Regions from separate parts of the Mus musculus genome. Here region 1 is linked to region 2. The links are chromatin contacts, called in public promoter capture Hi-C maps. All regions are on one chromosome and are shown on one strand. Each heading gives the region's core, a stretch centred on a gene start, on an enhancer-like site or on the middle of the called end of the contact. The rest is flanking DNA. Distances are from core to core; before and after follow the strand shown.

The links. Promoter capture Hi-C pulls out the DNA fragments that hold promoters and counts their contacts.
Region 1: a promoter capture Hi-C map of liver shows a contact between it and region 2. The contact joins the enhancer-like site here to the promoter of Ldhd in region 2. A contact is called at or near these places in 5 of 39 promoter capture datasets (the 3T3-L1 cell line, cranial neural crest, embryonic stem cells and 2 more) and 2 of 484 Hi-C or Micro-C datasets (embryonic stem cells and liver).

What each region holds. Positions count from the first base shown.
Region 1 is chr8:111,800,270-111,802,969 of GRCm38.p6, reverse strand. All of the region lies in intron 5 of Cfdp1 (craniofacial development protein 1), which reads left to right. Among named protein-coding and RNA genes, the nearest start is that of Gm39252, 47 kb to the right of the region's middle. Within about 2 kb of position 1,354, at least 33 of the 459 cell types and tissues checked have an H3K27ac peak or open chromatin away from gene starts, as enhancers often do. A contact at or near this core is called in liver, where this site is marked.
Region 2 is chr8:111,628,962-111,631,661 of GRCm38.p6, reverse strand. It overlaps Ldhd (lactate dehydrogenase D), which reads left to right and starts at 1,326. Exons shown (of 11, transcript NM_027570.4): 1 at 1,326-1,423; 2 at 1,607-1,719; 3 at 1,915-2,056; 4 at 2,240-2,381; 5 at 2,517-2,676. The coding sequence starts at 1,352.

The DNA of each region.
Region 1 (2,700 bases), core at 105-2,604, 170 kb before region 2:
CACGGGCTTGAAAACCTCTAGCACACAGATACAGAGGAAGCATCCTAGCAGATGTTGCAGCATGCTGGAGAGTGGAACCTTCCTGCTGTGGGCTGGGACACCAAGGCTCGCGGTGCATCTGACAGCTCTAAGCTAGAATGTCTGTCAGTTAAAGGCCACGGGACTTGAGGTATAAAACAGACCATGGCAGCTGACTTTTTGTAGGGAAATGGACCTCGGCAAGGCCAAGAACCAAAGCAGAGAGGAAAGATTGAGACAAGTGATTCTTCTAGCCAGAGCTCTTCGCCGTGGGTCCCTGGTGCCTTTTTATTTACTGCTTGAGAAAAACATAAACCAAGCATGGGGAGAGAATCTTAGCCATGAGGGTAAGGAAAAGCGGGCCGAGGAAAAGAACTTGCATTCTCCAGAAATGCTGAGTCCAAAGCCAGGAAAAGTATAGGATTGTTGGTCAGTTTCCCACAGCCACCCCGTCCCCCGTTTCCTGCCCAAACGGCTATGGATATAAAGTTGAGAGAAAGCTTCCTGTCTGTGACTGTCAGCACCATGCTGAGTTCTCTGTGTCCTGTCCAGCATGGAGAGCTTTGTCTAGGAGTTGTGTTCTGGAGTCCTCTGTCTATCTGCCAATCTCTTACTCCAGAGAGAAGCACCGGGTTTTCTCTCAACAGCATGGTGATTATGCAATCCTGAATGGCGTTCTCAGGTTAGATGTTGAGATTCAACAGTATAAAACAGAGCATTTCTGAACGATATAGAAAAACCAGTTGGGTTTCCTTAATAGCCTTGAATCTCACTTTGGAGTAGGAATAGGAGGGTCAAGAATGATAAAGAGGCCGGGCATTGGTGGCGCACGCCTTTAGTCCCAGCACTCGGGAGGCAGAGGCAGGCAGATTTCTGAGTTCGAGGCCAGCCTGGTCTACAAAGTGAGTTCCAGGACAGCCAGGGCTATACAGAGAAACCCTGTCTCAAAAAAACAAAAAAAAAAGAAAGAAAGAAAAAAAGAATGGCAAAGAGAAGAGTGGCTGACGCTGTGCTGTACAGGAGACTAGGATGCAGTTACTGCAACACTTACTAATTACAGCTGTCAGCATGTACACACAATTCATTAAAAGCTGGTGAAGTAAACACAGCCTTGTCAGAACATAATTAACTGCAAAGAGGAGCATTAGAAAGTGCCCTGGGGTAGAAGCCCTGTGCTTGCCCATGATGTCTTGTGGCCAAATGTAACACCAGCCTAAGAAAAGAATAGTCATCGTGAAAGTATTTTCTTTCCTTCCCAGTCAGGAAGCAGGCTCACAATGGAGACCAGAGCCGTCCTGTGCATTTTGAGATGTACAGGAAACAACTCGCATTACCAGCGGAGCTTTTCCTGCTGCTGAATGAACCCTGAGGCCACAGTGACCTGTCTGCTTAATGAGTTCATGAAGAATCTGGTCCTTGCACTGACCCTGTCCTTAAAAGCTTTCTGTAAAGCTGGAACAACGTTCCTTTAATGTACGAGTTAACTCTTACTGAGCAAATGAGATCCAAAAGTGAGAAAAGAATCCATGGGCAGAGAGGTGAAGCCTGCTGAGGAGCCTCTAAGTCTTGGGTTTTCTATTTGAATTTTGATTCCATTTGCAGGGAAATTTTTCATTCCACTTTTTCTCTTTTTGCAGGACCATAATAAAACGGACTTGTTCTTTTTACTGTGCAGTGTGTGTGGTGATCAGACCTAAATGTTGGAGAATTCTGAGGCTAGCATCTACCACTGAGCCTTTTCCCAGTCCAAACTGCCTTCTATTTTATATGGTGCTTTTATCCCATGGCAGTGATTTTTTTTTTTAATTATTCTTTAAGCGTGTCTTACAGTGTGTTTTTATTATATTCACCCCTGTCCCAACTTCCCAAATCTACCCCTCCTTACAGACCCATCCAACTTCCAACTTTAAAAACAAAAAACAGACCTAGCATCAAGACCAATTTGTGCTGCCCAAATACTATTGGATGTGTGGTCATCCACTGGAGAAAACTCCTTCTCTCCCTGCGGCTAACACATGCCAACACAGCTAGGTGTGGGATTCTGTGCTCAGCTCCCCTCTCCGTGCTGGTATCTGGTCTGGTTTGAGCTTGCACAGGGCTTTTGTATGCTGTCACAACTACTGTCAGGTCATATGTGCAGCTGCCCACTGTGGATGGAGAGGCCTGCTCTTGAGAGTCATCTACTGCCTCTAGCTCCTAGACCCTCTCTTCCTCGCTCCCTCGACGGTCAGAGCCTTCGGGGAGGGGAGTGTGGTACTTGTTCCACTGACGGATGAGCATTTGTCCCTCTCTTGTTCTCTGCCCTTTGGCCAGTCCCCACCCACTGCAGGTAGAAGTTTCTCAGATGAGGGTTAGGAGGTGCACTGATCTGGCAGTACTCCTGTTGAAGGATTTCCCTCTCCCACCATTCAGTCAGCAAACTTTCCAGTAGAGCAATAGAAGTGGTTTGTGTTTTATGTAACTATTTGAGTACAGTAGAGGAGGAAAAGAAAGCAATTTTTTTTTTTTTTGTGGTTTTTTGAGACAGGGTTTCTCTATAGCCCTGGCTGTCCTGGAACTCACTTTGTAGATCAGGCTGGCCTCGAACTCAGAAATCCCCCTGCCTCTGCCTCCCCCGAGTGCTGGGATTAAAGGCGTGCGCCACCACACCTGGCTAGTATTATTTAACTAGGTAACTTTCCC
Region 2 (2,700 bases), core at 77-2,576:
ACTTCAACCCATCAGCTCCCCTCCTGTTGTCCCTGTTTTAGAGAACCCACTGTCCGCTGGGGGGTTTCGTTCAATTCTGTAGTCTTGGAGGGTGCCCCAATCCAAAAAGAGCAAATAAAAGCAATTAGATCTATAACTAAATTTGCTATTTTAAGGATTTCTTTTTAGTTTATAGGTATGAGTGTTTTGCCTGTGTATTTGGCCCACAGAGGCCAGAAGAGGGTGTTTGATTCCCTGCTTGGGATTTGAGTTACAGATGGTTGTGAGTCATCCCATGTGGGTGCTAGGAATTGAACCCGGGTCCTCTGCAAGAGCAATCAGTGCCCTTAACTCTGATGCTATCTCTCCACCACCCCATTCCCTATAACTAAATTTGTCATTTTGTCTTGTTTTGTTTTCTTTTGTTATGGCTCAGGCTGGCTTCATCTCATCCTCCTCCTAACTCAGACTCTCTGTGTGGGTTTACAGGTGCATACCATAAGGCCTGGCTGGCATGATTTTCTCTTTTTACATATTCATCCAAATGTGGTTGGTGAATTAAGAGAGAACCACCAACTCCACGAAGTTGTTTTCTGATCTCTACGCATGCACTGTGGCGCGTATGTTCCTCCATCATGCACACAGACACAATAAAGCTGGATAAAAAAACTAAATAAATTAGGAGTTTGTATTCCTGACCGGAAGGAAGAGAGTCATTGGGAGGTAGTTTAGCTCAGTGGTGGTAGCAAAGGCTCTTCTGGAATTGCTGTGGGAGTTGTTTGGAACCAACAGGATGGTCTTGGAATTAATCTCCTTCCCTGCTTTTCCTTAGCACTCCTCTGCAAGGCGGCCTTTCTGGGCACTGCACTATGCTACCCACTCTGTCCCAGAATGACCTCTGGAGTTTCCCTCTTCGTGGTCATGGTGGCAAGTCTACTCTGTGGCATGCTGTTGAGGCTTGCAAGGTGAGGAAGGCTCTGCCTGACAGGGAGTCAGGAGATGATTCAGGGAGTAGGGCACAGTGTATGTGCCAAGGTTGCAGGCCGGCCTGAGCTCTGGAATGGAAAGGAAAACTGCAGCTTAGAGATCAAAGAAGAGGCTGGAAGTGTAGAAGACAAAGTCCGAGTGCCCGGTGGGACTTGAAAGCCTCCGTACACGATGTTTGTTTGGAGGGCTCTTCGGGGAGCAGCAGTTAGTTGACTTGTAACACGTGAAGTAGCTGTTGTCCTTCTTTTCCAGATCTGCAGAGGCCACCTTAAACCGGCTCCACCTTAAGCAGGCTCCACCCAGGGCAGCTATTGGGCACAGCGAGAGGCAGGCTGGCAAGGCTTCCTCTCCGCCTAGTTATTCTCCCCTTAGCTGCGGTCTGGCTATGGCCATGCTCCTTCGGGTGGCCACCCAGAGGCTGTCTCCCTGGAGGAGTTTCTGCTCCAGGGGGTCGCAGGTATAAGTCTACTTGTGGATGGGGTCCCAGAGGGTGGAGAGCCCGACGTAATGTCCTCGGGGCTCAGTGACGTCACCTTGCAGGTTGACCAGCCCCTCATTCTTCCCACCCGGCCACAGGGCAGGTCTGTGGCTCCCTCCGACTGTCTTTCCGATGACCCCCTCGCACTTTTCTCCCCTGCAGGGTGGACTCAGCCAGGACTTTGTGGAGGCTCTGAAGGCAGTTGTAGGGAGCCCCCACGTGTCCACTGCTTCTGCAGTCAGAGAGCAACACGGGCATGATGAATCGATGCACAGGTATCAGAAGGGACTGAGGGTCCCTGTCTCTCTGGTCACCTGTTTGGAGTTCTGGCATCCTTACACGGAGAGGTGCTCTCTGCCCTGATCTGCTGAGGTCCCTGTCCTTGGGTCCTTAAACCATTGCAGGTTCCTGGATAAGAGAGGGTGAGAAGCTTCCATCCTTTTCAAACCTCTGGGCCTGCCTGCTTCTAGGTGTCAACCTCCTGATGCTGTGGTTTGGCCTCAGAATGTGGACCAGGTCAGCCGAGTGGCAAGCCTGTGCTACAATCAAGGTGTTCCCATCATCCCATTTGGCACAGGCACCGGTGTTGAGGGGGGAGTCTGTGCTGTGCAGGTATAGTGGGGGTGCCCTGGGTCTGGTCCCATTATACAGGACACATTTACAGCTCTCTTCACCTGCCATCCCAGAGCTTTGGTATGGTTGCTGCAGGCCTCAGCCATAAAATGGGGCTCTAGCGGGCTGCCTCGGGCCTAGAGACCTAGGTTGGGCAGCTGTTTTTGACTCCCTTGCTACCAGGGTGGAGTGTGCATCAACCTGACCCATATGGACCAGATCACGGAGCTGAATACAGAAGACTTCTCCGTGGTGGTGGAGCCTGGAGTCACCCGTAAAGCTCTCAATACCCACCTGCGTGACAGTGGCCTTTGGTTTCCTGTTGGTAGGCCTTGGACTAACCACAGAGTACCTGACCGAGGGCTTGGGGGCGTGGTCTGAGGGATTTCACAGGGCCCCATCTTTCCCACAAGAGGGAAAGGGCCTCTGCAGTTGCCCTCTCCAGCATTTCATTCTCTAGACCCAGGCGCAGATGCTTCTCTGTGTGGCATGGCAGCCACCGGGGCCTCGGGCACCAATGCTGTGCGCTATGGAACCATGCGGGACAACGTGATTAACCTGGAGGTAGTGCTGCCTGACGGCAGGCTGCTTCACACCGCAGGCCGGGGCCGCCATTACAGGTGAGCACTGCCTGACCCAGTTGC